3 separate regions of the Macaca mulatta genome follow, and regions 1 and 3 are each linked to region 2. Evidence: chromatin contacts called from public Hi-C data. All regions are on one chromosome and are shown on one strand. Each heading gives the region's core, a stretch centred on a gene start, on an enhancer-like site or on the middle of the called end of the contact. The rest is flanking DNA. Distances are from core to core; before and after follow the strand shown.

Region 1 (4,923 bases), core at 612-3,111, 95 kb before region 2:
AGAAGTTTGTCCTTGCAGGCATTACCGGGATGCTTCCTTCACTGTAAACATGTTAGGACCATGATTTGTGACTTGCAGTGAATGTGCCTTGCTAGTCTCAAGATGGAGCTGAACTTAAAATGGTGTCACTCTGGGTCTCTTAGGTTTCTGCTTCCCTAACACTATGACCATACCTGCTGTCTTCTTGATGTTTCCTTGTAAATGTTTTTAATTCCTTTATTTTTAAATTAAAATTTTACCATGAAATTTTCACACAAATACTATGGAAGAGAACATTATAATGAATTCTGTCTACTTATCACCCGGCTTTAACATTTGTCAACATTTTCTTTTGCAATACCATATACCCCTTCTCAGTGGAGTTTTTTTTTTTTTCTCAGTGAAGTTTTTAAAGCTAATATTATTCCACCCATAAATATTTCCACATGAATCCCTAAAAGATAAGTCATCTTCTTTTTAACAGAACTGCATTACTGACAAAATCAACAGCAATTCTTAGGCCCGTGGTAGAAATGTGTGTTCACTAATGGACTTCCACAGATGTTTTCTTAGACCATCCTTTGGGAGAAGAAAGAGAACCTGAGATCAGCAGAGTCTAATTCTCTAAACATATTTTTAAGCCGAGTCCCAGAGACAGACATAACTGGTCTGAAGGCATCCAGCATGCCCACATGAGTGTAGGTTCAGTTCCCTGAAAACAAGTTTCCCACCTGCTGGAACTGAACACATTGGGTAGATAACTTCCCACCACTGTCAGGTAGAACTTCCTGTCAGAAGCTGAGCTGTGAATAATGTTTAGGAGTTCACCAAGTGAAAGGAATTATATCTTTACAACTCCTCATCCACATCCTCCAAAAACGGGAGTAAAGAGGTGTTAAGCAGCTTCAGAATTTCCACAGAGGAGAAGCTAAAAGTCAGAGACTGCATTTAAAAAGCTTCATTGACATGGTAAGGCGATTGTTATTAATTATATTTTAACTTCAAGGTAAATGAAAACAGTTTTCTTTAGGTGCTTTTAGTCACACGTTGGCCATACTAAAGACTATTAGTGTTGTTATTATTGCTGCCTACTATAGTTGCACTTGAGGTAGTTATCTCTATTCACCTTCCCACCCGACTCAGCCCTTCAGAAGTGGACGCCTGGACTTCTCCTCCCTCCTCTGGTGGTATCTCCCAGGAGAGGATTGTATTAATACTCTCGGATTTCTACCCTATTTCCAACAGTGGTTTCTCCCATTAAAAGTTGTACCACCCTTCCGGCAGCCTACTACTCATTCACATGTCTCTCAGACTTTCAGGGTGGTTTCACTCAAAAGATGACTCCCATAGTGACCTTTCCACCTTTTCCCTGAATGGCATCTCTAAAAAGTGGACTGTACTATCCTGATTCCTCCTATCATCTGCCTGTGGTTTCTCCCAGGATCCTCTTCGCTTGGTGATTTTTCCCTGGTGGTTTCTTCCAGCAGGTAATTATTATCCTCAGTGTCCTGTATTCAGAAGGGTAACTTAGCTTTTCTAAATACAACATACAGCGCCAGACCCACATTTCCAGTAACTTTCGCCTCCAGAGTAGAAGCCTAGTCAGACAAGAGTCACACTCCAGCGTCCTATGTAAACTATACCTGCCTAGCTCTAGGAAACCCTGCCGGCGGCCAATTCCTCTGTTCTACGGAACGGATATGCTTCCAAGATGGGGGCCCACACGAATAAATACCACAAGGGCGCGGCCATGTTCTCTGCCGTACAGCGCCACGTTACGGAAACTGTGCGCTGTGTCTGCGCCCTGTTGACTGTTCGCTGAAATTGGCTTCCAAGTTTATTCAGAGCATGCGCCATATCAACAGCCTACAAAGGGGAGGTGCTAGAAGTCGGACCGGAAGTGGAAGCGGTTCTCCAAGGCTTTTTTGCCGCTGGTGTCAGGAGTATTTTCATATCCCAATACCGAGAAATCTTTGAGGTGATTTTGGTTGGTCACGACTGGGGTTTCTGTGGAGCCAGTAATAGGGGGTGTCGAGGTTGCCTGTGGAGTTAGAGATTGTTTTGAGGGTTCGGTGATGGGGTTCTGTGGCGTCCGTTGTTGATTGTGACGGATTTCTCGGGTCATTGATGGGGCTCTTGGGGATGAGTGATTGAGGTTTGGGGGTCAGTGATGGGAGTCTGTCGTCAGTGACAGAGCCTGTAGGGTCAGCTATGGTGATCGGTGAGTACTGTAATCAGCTTGCTTTCTAACCTGAGTTGAAAGTTCAGCGTTTTAATTTTCAGTCCCTTCTTTAATATAAAAATTCTCAAGTTTTGGTGACTCTTTGTATAAAAAATGGTTCAAATCTAAGTGTTTTTTTTTTCTTTGATCCATGAGTTATTTAGAAGTTCCTTTTTTGTTTTAAGTAATGTCTGTTTAATGCTCAAATTGAAAAGTTGCCTTATGACCTAGTTCGTGGACAGTTTTCATGAATGTCACATCTATTACATAAAAACGGTGTACTATGTTCTCTGATTGTATTGTGATAGATATTAATTAAGCATATATTCAAAAAATATATCTGTCTCCTCACAGATTGTCTGCTTAATTAATTAGAGGAAGGTAAAGTAGTCACTCTGGAAAGGTTCTTTGTCCATTTGTCCTTCCTTCTTTTTCTGCTTTATATATGTGAAATTATATTATTAGGAACAATTGTGTGCACTTTATTTATTTATTTATTTATTTATTTATTTATTTTGAGATGGAGTCTCGCTCTGTCGCCCAGGTTGGAGTGCAGTGGCGCGATCTCAGCTCACTGCAACCTCTGCCTAGTAGGTTCAAGCGATTCTCCTGCCTCAGCTTCCAGAGTAGCTGGGATTACAGGCGCGTGCCACCATGCCCAGCTAATTTTTTGTATTTTTTAGCAGAGACGGGGATTCACCATTTTGGCCAGGCTAGTCTCAAACTCCTGACCTCAAGTGATCCACCTGCCTCGGCCTCCCAGAGTGCTGGGATTACGGGCATGAGCCACCGCGCCCGGCCTCTGTGCATTTTTAATACGTTATAGATATGACTAAGTAGCTCAAAATATAACAATTCAAGCTCTACCAACAATTTATAAAATAACTCATTTTCCCAAATGCTTTTTCAGCAATGGATATTGTTGCATTTTAAAAGTTTTTAAAATTTTGAGGGAAAATTATATCTAATTGCTCCGATGCATTTTCCAGTTACTAAAGTTGGCATCTTTTTGGTTAATTGCCATTTGTTTCCTTTTCTGTGAATTTTCATATCTATTGTCCTACTTTTTTTTGTGGTATATTTTAACATAAAATTAGGAAATATCATCTAATCAAAATTATCTGATTTTTCTGCTATAGCATCTGTGTTTCCTCTTACGTGTAGTAAGATCCCTCCCAGCCCACGACAGTGTTATACACATATATACTTCTAAAATTTATTTCAATAATCTTTGGGATTTCACAAATACACGTAATTAAGTGATCAGTCCTGCTGGCATTTGCTTACAGTGAATAGTGTGTGATGGAGATCTAGTTTGTTTTTTTCCAGGTGGCCGGCCAGTTATATCACTGCCATTTATGCAATGAATGTCTTATGCACACTCATTTGAATACCACTTTTGTCACATACATAGATCAATATTGTCTGGTATATTTATTGTTTTACTTGTTTTTATTACATTGTTTTTATATTGTTTTAATATCTGATAATGCATGGTAATCGCTGATATGTATTGTATGATTTTTGTGTGCCAGGGAGGTGTTGAGCACTCTACAGTATTATCTCATTTAATTTTTTTAACTTTGAGATCAGCATTTTCATCCTCATTTCTGAAATTAAAAGTGAAGAAATGGCTGGGCACGGTGGCTCATGCCTGTAATCTCAGCACTTTGGGAGGCCGAGGTGAGCGGATCATGAGGTCAGGAGATCGAGACCATCCTGGCCAACATGGTGAAACCTCGTCTTTACCAAAAATTAGCTGGGCATGGTGGCACATGCCTGTAATCCCAGCTACTCGGGAGGCTGAGGCAGGAGAATTGCTTGAACCTGGGAGGTGGAGGTTGTAGTGAGCCGAGATGGCACCACTGCACTCCAGCCTGGCAACAGAGAGCGACTCCGTCTCAAAAAAGAGTGAAGAAACTTCTGTTCTCATAGGTGAAAAGTGGTAGAGCTGCAGTTCAAAAAATCTGCAGTGATGTTACTCTGTCTCTCGTGACTTTTCCCATATTTCACTGTAACTAATACCTATCACAGATTTTGTTAAATTTTATGTTCTCCACAGCGCTGCTTCTCAAAGTGTGGTCCCTGTACTGACAGCATCAGTGTTTCTTGGGCACCAGTTAGAAATGAAACTTCTTGGGTTCTACTTTTGACCTACTGAATCAGAAACTGTGGAGTAGGGCTGAGAATTTTTAACTGTGTTTCATTTAACAGGTCCTCCACGTAACTTGAATGCATACCTGTTTGAGAACCACTGCTTTGGTTTTTAGCTCAGGGACCTGCACCTTGATGTATCCAGGAAGTGCTTATGTGGTGAATATTAAATGACTAACTATGGGAACATTGTCTTTCCAGATTTCTGGGTGTCTCTGGGGAGCTCCTGGGCCAGATCTTCCTCTAGACTCCAGCCTACCTCTTCAGAGCAGCTCTGCTTGAGTTCACAGATGACTGCCAAGCTTCACACACCCTAGAGGAAAAGGGTTGAGACCCAGTGTGGCCATGCCAGCTCATTGGACCTCATCTCAGAAATCCTCAGCCCTGGCTCCAGAGGATCATGGAAGCTCCTGTGAGGTGAGGAAGAGGAGTCCCAGGGGGTGGAAATTCAGTCCAGGAGTAGAAAGCTCTGATCTGTCACTAGAACCTCATGACTGAGGGAGGCAGCTGGGCCACAGGAAGCAGCTGGACTCTAAGACCTGCTGCTCCTGAAACAAATCTTGATCTTC
Region 2 (4,523 bases), core at 1,650-4,149:
TCAGCCTCCCTAGTAGCTGGGACTACAGGCGCCCGCCACCTCACCCGGGTAGTTTTTTGTATTTTTTTAGTAGAGACGGGGTTTCACCGTGTTAGCCAGGATGGTCTCGATCTCCTGACCTCGTGATCCGCCCGTCTCGGCCTCCCAAAGTGCTGGGATTACAGGCTTGAGCCACCGCACCCGGCCCTAGAAAGGATTTTTGAACTGAAGGTAGAATAAATGAAACAAGATTGGAAAGTAATCGCTTTTTTTTTTTTTTTGAGACAGAGTCTCGCTCTGAGGTCCAGGCTGGAGTGCAGTGGTGCAATCTCAGCTCACTGCAAGCTCTGCCTCCCAGGTTCACGCGATTCTCCTGCCTCAGCCTCCGGAGTAGCTGGGACTGGAGGCGCCCACCACCACGCCCGGTTTTTTTTTTTTTTTTTTTTTTTGTATTTTTAGTAGAGACGGGGTTTCACCTTGTTAGCCAGGATGGTTTCGATCTCCTAACCTCATTCCATCCTCCTCGGCCTCCCAAAGTACTGGGATTACAGGCATGAGCCACCGCACCAGGCCATGGTCGTTTTTAAGCTAGGAATATTCATTATACTTTTATGTACATTTGAAACTTTCCATAAAAAGTTAAAAAACCAAAATGGTGCTGTATCAGAAATAACACAATAGAGCTCTTTCCCTTTTCAAATAACACAATGGAGCTATTTCCCTCTTCCCCTTTTTAAATCCATGAGTCTCGAATCCATTCTTCCTAAACTTAACCACTATTGAGATGTATCTATCCCAATTAATGGCACATTTTCTTTGCTCTCAATCTACCAAAAATTGCCTTGCCCCTCTATCATGTGAGAAGGCAGGAAATTTCAAAAAGAAAACAAAGATGTCTATGTCCTGTAATAACAAATGTATTTCAGGAAACAAAGAGGAAATACTCACCTTGGACATTGCTACTGAAACAGCCATTCTTTCTCCTCTGGGCTCTACTCTCAGAAAAAGAAAAATGGAATGAGATATTATGCCTTTCTTGGGGAATATGCTAAATTATAACATATCCTCTTCCTCCATCCTCAATCTCATTTAACATAAAGAAAAGTCAGGAGGACACTAGAACAGGTCCTTCTACCTTCTGTATCAGAAAGAAGGGCCAGGTCACAGCTGTCTTGGGCTTGAATTTATTTCTGGATTCAAAGCTGTACACTGGAGACAGCCCTGCAGTGGAGTGCTTCAGGTTCAGAACTGGGTTGCTGTCTCCTAAAGCACTCCCTCTGAAACTTTTCCCACGCCTGGAATCCCATTACATTTCCAGTGGTCTTTTTATTTATTTATATATATATTTTTGAGACTGAGTTTTGCTCTTGTTGTCCAGGCTGGAGTGCAGTGACATGATCTTGGCTCACTGCGACCTCCACCTCCCGGGTTTAAGCAATTCTCCTGCCTCAGCCTCCTAAGTAGCTGGGATTACGGGCATGCGCCACCACACCCGGCTAATTTTGTATTTTTAGTAGAGACAGGGTTTCACCATGTTGGTCAGGCTGGTCTCGAACTCCCGACCTCAGGTGATCCACCCGCCTCCGCCTCCCAAAGTGCTGGGATTACAGATGTGAGCCACCACGCCCAGCATCCAGTGGCTGTCTTGAAGGTATTATCAGCCCTAAAATTCTCATCCCAAGACCAGGTCTGTGGCTCGCAAATAACTCCTGTTCTTCACTCAGGTGTCCAAATGTCTGACTTCCTTATTTCTTGCCACTTCCTTGCATCCAATCCCCTTAAGGCTATAAGGCAAGAGGACGCAGGGAAGAAGTCGTGAACCCATAACTACATTTCCCAAGGTGAACCGAGGATGGATACAGAAATAAAGCAATACAAGCTATGTATGAAAGGGCAACCACTGTGGTCAAAACAAAAAGTCCTTAAGTCCTCAGAGCCACATGGGAGGAGCACAGCCACATGGGACTCATAATCCATAGGCCGACCTCAGCCCCAAATGAACCCCAGAAATACCAAAAAGAAATTTACTTCTGTACTGAACTAAACCCCCATAAGGTCACAGACTATACAAATGGCCACATAAAGTCACACATAATCACATTTCCACAGTTACACAGCTAGAGGCACAATCACCCAATTATGCTACATTGTTAGACCACCTCGTGTCAAACAAAATCCCTTTAAGTCAAGGCATATAATTACATCCAAGCACCTTGTCAGAGACACCGCCAAAAACAACCTTTCAAAGCTGCAATTTTAGTCTCTTTACACAGTCAGGAAAACAGCACACACAACCCCACAGTCACACACAATCAGTCACCCAACCAAGTACCAGATCAGGGAAACACGCGGTCACAAACACCGTGTCACAGCAACACTGTCACACACCTTAACTGGCAAATCCGTCACACGATATCAGGTTTATACACAAACTCAAAGTGACACAAGCACATCCAAACACTCTTGTCACAACTGTCACACACTTCATAGTCACAGGCAAACTCCAATTATACACGCGGCACACACACAATCACAGTCACGTAAGTATATCCCAGCCAGGTAAGCAGTCACAAACACCCTCAGAGTCACAAACAACTCACAGTCACACAAATGTTCATACACAAAACCACAGCCACACACGTCCAGTGTATGCACAGGCAGTCGCCAATACCAGGTAGGCTGTAGCCTGCACACAAAACCGGAGACACGGCCACACGAGTAACCCCAGCGACGCTTTCTCCGCGCATGTCCGCTCTGACACCCCGGACACTCCTACCTTGACAGAGATGCAGTTAGGGTCCAAGATCTGGCGCCCGGGTTCCAAGCCCGATTTCGGGTTCGCCAGCCCAGCAGGTGCGGAGCCAAGCTCCTCCACAGACGCGGCCCTCTCCCCACGCGAGGCCTCCAAATCTCGCAAACTAACGGAAATGAAGCCGCGCTCCGGACGCAGTGCCTCTGGGAAATGTAGTCCAGTGCTCTGGACACGGTGCCTCTGGGAAATGTAGTCCAGCGCTCCGGACACGGTGCCTCTGGGAAATGTAGTCCGGCACTCTGGACACGGTGCCCCTGGGAAATGTAGTCCAGCGCCTGGCTGGCCGGCCAGGACGTGAGGAGGCCCGGGCGGCTCACCTCTCGCGGGCTAGTGGACTCGGCCTGCCGCGCCCCAGAGGTTTCTGGGAGTGCCCGCCCGCCCACGTTTGGTGCGCAGGCGTTAGGCGCTCAGGGCCTGCCAGAGCGAGCTCTGAGTGGTTCCGGGGTCTACCCCTGGCAGGAGAGAGGGTGGGACCGGCCGTCCAGGCAGGTGCGAGGCAGGAGCCGGGGCCGGTGCGGGGACCCGCCAGAACCTCGGATTTGCAGAGGATCGTCTGTGTGCCCTGCCAGGCCCTTGGGGTGTGTGTGCGTGTGTGTGACAATGGGAGATGCCGGGTGGACCGAGAGTCTTTCCGTGACCGGGTGTGTATGGTTGTTTCTGCCTGTGTGTGATTCTTCCTGCTGTGGGGTGTGAGGTGATTTGTACTTTAAGCTGCGTAGTAATGGGATTTTATCACTGTGTAGAATCGTCTGACAGTAAGATGATTCTACACAGCTCTCTACCATGGTTTGCTTATGAAGGGTATCTGCATGTATATCTGCTTTTTTGTGTGTGTCCGTAATTGACTGGTGATTTGTGTTATATAAACGTGCTTTCCTTGTGCTTGTATTTCAGTGTCTGTAAGGGTGCCAAAAGCAAATGAGCTGTGTGTGATCGCGTGTGCCAATGAAAATACTATGGCCAGGTTATTTCTTCCTTAAGTAGTAATGTAATCTGGAAAAGATAATCAATTTATCTGACAAGTGATTTAGACATGATTTTTCTATTGGATCAAATATATGTGTTATGGGGAAGAATCCAAAATTAACGTAGTTTTTTCTTTGTTTTTAGAAAGATTATTGCAAAACCAGTCCTAGGGTAAACTGCCTTTTCCTCTGCCACAGTAGGCCAAAAGTAGATATCCATTATTTTCTAATTAGAGGGTAAAGTTTCTGCTATTACTGGGTAAGGTTGAGAGGCCATCAACTAATAAAACAATAAAATTATGTTATACATAAGAAGAGTGAATTTTAGGACAGTACAGCACTAGTCAGATTTCCCAAATTCTAGGTCAAACACTTCATTTTCTGATGAGAAAACCTTGATTGGCAGAAAGTAACTTAAGGCTGTAGAGTTTGTTGGTAAACCTGAACTTATTTTTACTTACTTCAAGACCTCTTGACCTTTTACGATTTTTGAATAATCAAAAACTTGTGAACTTCCAGCACAGAGAAGATAGAGTATAATTTCACCACTCCTTCAGAGGGAAAAACATTAATAAAAGTTGGTCTTTCAAGACCATATATCAAATACATTGATCTCTTCCTGGTAATGTGACTGGAATAGCAAATTTGGGGACCAGAATTCTTGAGTGAATGAACCTGTGTGTGTGATCAGGCATAGCTATGTGAAATACAGATAATTATATTGCACTGAGATATAGTGGGTCAAAGTCGGGCAAGAATTATGTCCG
Region 3 (4,647 bases), core at 760-3,259, 120 kb before region 2:
CAGAGGTATGATCATGGCTCACTGCAGCGTCAAACTCCCAGACTTAAGCATCCTTCCGCTTAGGCCTTCTGAGTAGCTGGGACTATCGGTGTGCACCACTACACCTGGCTAATTGGAAAAAAAAAATTATAGAGAGGGGGTTTAGCTATGTTGCCCAGTCTACTCAAACTCCTGGCCTCAAGTAATCCTCCCACCATGGTCTCCCAAAGTGCTGGGATTACAGGCATGAGCCACCACAACAGCTGTGTCATCCCAACCCCTCTCTGGGCCTGATCATGTAAAGAGGGCTTGCATTCCTCAGATAAAAAGTTTCTTTTCTTTTTCAACACTATGCGAAGTGAGATAAGCCAGACCAAAAGGACAAATATTGTATGAATCCACTTATATGAGGTGCCTAGAATAGGTGTATTCATAGAGACAGAAAGTAGAATTGAAGTTACGTACGTATAACCTCGTGAGGTTATATGAGGTACGTGATAAAGCCTCTATACTTAAAACAGTGTACTATTTGTGTGTGGTCAGAGAGACAGACCAAGGGAGGATGATGGGAAATATAGAAGTAAACATCCACAGCCAGGCGCGGTGGCTCACGCCTGTAATCCCAGCACTTTGGTAGGCCGAGATGGGTGGATCACCTGAGGTCAGGAGTTCAAGACCAACCTGGCCAACATGATGAAACCCCGTCTCTACTAAAAATACAAAGAATTCGTTGGGCGTTGTGGCACGCGCCTGTCATCCCAGCTACTCAGGAGGCTGAGGCAGGAGAATCGCTTGAACCTGGGAGGCAGAGGTTGCAGTGAGCCAAGATCGAACCACTGCACTCCAGCCTGGAGCAAAACTCCGTCAAAGAAAGAAAGAGAGAGAGAGGGAGGGAGGGAGGAAGGTCCACATAGATGCTTAGTATTTGATAACGGCAGCAGCTCAAATCACCACAGTCACATCATAAAGTTTTATGCAGCCGGTACACACATAGCAGAAAAAAAAAATGTCATCTCTACAGAATGACATTAATTCTAGAATATATAAAAAAATGGAAAGTATAGAACAGTATAACATAGTTTGTCTAAAAAAAGAAAAGGAAATCAGATTAGACATAAGCATTTGTTTATATGCACTAAAAAAAGAAAAGATAGCAAAAAAGAAGTATTGGAAACGTGAACCGGAAACAATACCTATAGTGGTAACCTATAGTGATTGGGGTGGCGGGGGGAGTGAGACTTGATATGTCTTTTTATACAGTTGCATAGGAAAAACAAACTGGTTTTTAAAAATATACTCTCACAACACTCAATACTTCCAGAATGTTTCATTTCTAACACAAAATATGTGGAGTTTTTCTGACACAGCTTCTCCAACCCTCCCTGCCTGGGTGTCCTACAATTGAATTCAAGTCTGACACTAACCTGAGTCAGCACAGACCTTACAGGTTAATTGCTCAGTCCCACAAGACTGCCCACCTCTTCAGATGCCAATGACAACTACTAAGTCACCTGATTACCAACAACTGTCTAGTTTGCCTGAAAATTAGAGGTTCCCATCATCCCCTTCTTGGATTTGATTCTACCAAACTTTTCAGGGAGAACAAATTCCAATATTTCTCAAACTAATCCAAAAAAATTGAAGGGGAAGGAATTTTTCCAAACTGATTCTGTGAGGCCAGCACCACCCTTATACTAAAACCAGACAAGGACAGAAGAAAGAGAAAACTACAGGCCAAGATCTCTGATAAACACAGATGCAAAAATCCTCAACAAAATACTAGCAAACCAAATCCGATAGCACGTCAAAAAGATTATATACATGATGATCAAGTGGGATTTATCCCAGGGAAGCAAAGATGGTTTAACATATGCAAATTAATACATGCAATACATCACATTAACAGAATGAAGGACAAAAATCATATGGTCATCACAATAGAAACAGAAAAAGCATTTGACAAAATTCAACATCTCTTTGCAATTAAAACAACAACAACAACAAAAAAAACTCCCTGGCCAGGCACAGTGGCTCACGCCTATAATCCCAGCTCTTTGGAGTCTCCCTCTGTCACCAGGCTGGAGTGCTGTGGCTCCATCTCAGCTCCCTGCAACCTCCACGTCCCGGGTTCAAGTGATTCTACTGCCTCAGCCTCCAAAGTAGCTGGGACTACAGGCGTGTGCCACCACACCCAGCTAATTTTTGTATTTTCAGTAGAGACAGGGTTTCACCATGTTGGCTAGGATGGTCTCGATCTCCCCACTGAGATGATCCACCTGCCTCGGCCTCCCAAAGCGTTGGGATTACAGGCGTGAACCACGTGTCTGGCCAAGGCTATTATTATTTTTATTGTTGCTGCCTGCTATAGCCATGCTTGAGGTAGCTAGGGTGGATGCTGATGGAGATTAAGGGGATTAAAATATCTATACCTCCCAAAGCCTCCTACGAGCCATTTCAAAGGGGATGCTTAGACTTCTAACCCCTCTTCCATGGTATCTCCTAGGAGAGGATTGTACTAACCCAACTTCTAACCTATTTCCTAATGTGTTTTCAACTATTAAAAATTGTACCTCCCTTCCTGCAGGATACTATCTATTGTGACATAACTCCCTCTTGCCTAGTGGTTTCACCCAGGAGTGAACTCGGATCCCAATCCACCCTTCTGAGTGGTGTCTCCAAAAAATAGATTGTACGATCCTAATGCCTCCTCTTATCTTCCTTATTTCTCTCAGGATCCCTGGCTTCCTTGTTCCCCCATGGTTTCTTCTAGGGAATCATTGTTTTCTGCAGTGTGCCCTAACCAAGGGCTAACTTAGCTATTATAAATATAACAGCCGGACGCGGTGGCTCACGCCTATAATCCCAGCACTTTGGGAGGCCGAGGTGGGCGGATCATTTGAGGGCAGGAGTTCGAGACCAGCCTGACCAACATGGTGAAACCACGTCTCTACTACAAACACAAAAAATTAGCTGGGTGTAGTGGCGCTTGCCTGTAATCCCAGCTACTCGGGAGGCGGAGGCAGGAGAATCGCTTGAACCTGGGAGGCAGAGGTTGCAGTGAGCCGAGATGGCGCCAGTGCACTCCAGCCTAGGCAAGACTCCGTATTAAAAAAATTAAATAAATACATAAATAAATAAAGCTCCAGATCCTATCTTCAGGAACGTCTTCTTCTTGGGTATAAGCGTGGCCAAACTATGGTAACAGTCTTGCATTCTACGTGAAAATCCTTGCCTTACTCTAGTCAACCCTGCAAGAGGCGGACTCCTCCACTGTACGGAATCGATACGCATCCAAGATGGCGGCCCACACGAATAAACACCATAAGGGCGCGGTTATATTCTCTGCCCGATAGCTCCGATTACGGAAACTGCACGATGTCTCTAAAGATGTGTCTGCGCCCTGTTGACTGTGGGCGGAAATTGCTTCCAAGTTAATTTGGAGCATGCGCAATATCAACAGACCACAAGGGGAAGTGCTAGAAGTCGGACCGGAAGTGGAAGTGGTCCCCGAGGGCTAGTTCGCCGCTGGTGTCAGGAGTATTTTCACGTTTTATTGCCAAGAGGTCTCTGTGATGATTTTGGTTGGTTGCAATTAGGAATTCTGTGAAGTCAGTAATAGAGGAGTTGTCTGTGGAATTAGTGATGGTGGTTTCGGGGCTCGGTGATGGGGGTCTGTGACGTCCGTTGATGGTTGTCTGTGACAGGGATTTCTCGGGTCATTGATGGGCCTCTTTGGGATCAGTGATTGGTGTTTAGGAGTCAGTGAGGGGAGTCTGTGGTCAGTGACTGAGAGCCTGCAGGATCAGCTATGGTGATCGGTGAGGACTGTGATCAGCTTGCTTTCTGACCTGAGTTAAAAGTTCAGTTCTTTCAGTTTCAGCCTGTAATATAAAGGTGAACAAGTTTTGATGTGTAGCAGTTTCCTATTGTTCAAATCTAAGTGTTTAAAATTTTTTTCCAGTAATTGTTTTTCTTTGACCCATGAGCCATTTAGAAGTGCGCTTTATGTTTCAATTAGTGTCTGTGGGTGATGCTTCAGTTGAACAATTGCTTTATGGCCTAGTTCTTCCTCATTTTTCATAAATGTCACATCTATTACATGAAAACAGTGTAATATGTTCTCTAATTTGTATTGTTATAGATGTTAATCCCATGTTATATGTATTATGTATCTCCTCACAGATTATTTTGTTGAGGAAGGTAAACTACTCACACTGGAAAAGTTATTTGTCCACCTGTCCTTTCTTCTTTCTGTCAGTTTCTGCTTTATATATTTAAAACTATATTATTGGCACCATTTGAGTGTACTGCTAATAACAGATATGACTGGCCGGGCCTGGTGGCTCAGGCCTGTAATCCCAGCACTTTGGGTGGCGAGGTGGGCAGATCACCTGAGGTCAGGAGTTCGAGACCAGCCTGGCCATCATGGTAAAACCCCGCCTCTACCAAAAATACAAAAATTAGCCCGGTGTGTGGTGGGCGTCTGTAATCCCAACTACTCGGAGGCTGAGGCAGGAGAATCATTTGAACCTGGGAGGTGGAGGTTGCAGTGAGCCAAGATCATGCATGCCATTGCACTGCAGCTGGGGCAACAAGAGTGAAACTCCATCTCAAAAAAATAAAAATAAAAATAATAGATATGACTAAATAGCTCAAAAGACATTATAG

The links. A called contact is a pair of places that touch in the nucleus more often than the background predicts.
Region 1: a contact with region 2 is called in a Hi-C map of liver, with 2.3 times the contacts expected there. The contact joins the promoter of LOC100424957 here to the promoter of ZNF420 in region 2. A contact is called at or near these places in 3 of 14 Hi-C or Micro-C datasets (cortical neurons, fetal cortex germinal zone and liver).
Region 3: a Hi-C map of fetal cortex germinal zone shows a contact between it and region 2, with 4 times the contacts expected there. The contact joins the promoter of ZNF585B here to the promoter of ZNF420 in region 2. A contact is called at or near these places in 3 of 14 Hi-C or Micro-C datasets (CD4 T cells, cortical neurons and fetal cortex germinal zone).

The regions. Positions count from the first base shown.
Region 1 is chr19:48,330,148-48,335,070 of T2T-MMU8v2.0, reverse strand. LOC100424957 reads left to right here and starts at 1,861. Exons shown (of 6, transcript XM_077982396.1): 1 at 1,861-1,957; 2 at 4,556-4,771. The coding sequence starts at 4,700. The region is part of intron 1 of ZNF875 (zinc finger protein 875); the gene reads right to left.
Region 2 is chr19:48,236,985-48,241,507 of T2T-MMU8v2.0, reverse strand. It overlaps ZNF420 (zinc finger protein 420), which reads right to left and starts at 2,899. Exons shown (of 7, transcript XM_077982477.1): 1 at 2,756-2,899; 2 at 928-971. The region is part of intron 1 of ZNF875 (zinc finger protein 875); the gene reads right to left. It overlaps LOC144337456 (a long non-coding RNA gene), which reads left to right and starts at 3,225. Exons shown (of 4, transcript XR_013410619.1): 1 at 3,225-3,280.
Region 3 is chr19:48,355,664-48,360,310 of T2T-MMU8v2.0, reverse strand. ZNF585B (zinc finger protein 585B) reads left to right here and starts at 2,009. Exons shown (of 5, transcript XM_077982393.1): 1 at 2,009-2,038. All of the region lies in intron 1 of ZNF875 (zinc finger protein 875), which reads right to left. The region is part of intron 1 of ZNF383 (zinc finger protein 383); the gene reads right to left. LOC144337446 (a long non-coding RNA gene) reads left to right here and starts at 3,496. Exons shown (of 2, transcript XR_013410609.1): 1 at 3,496-4,375.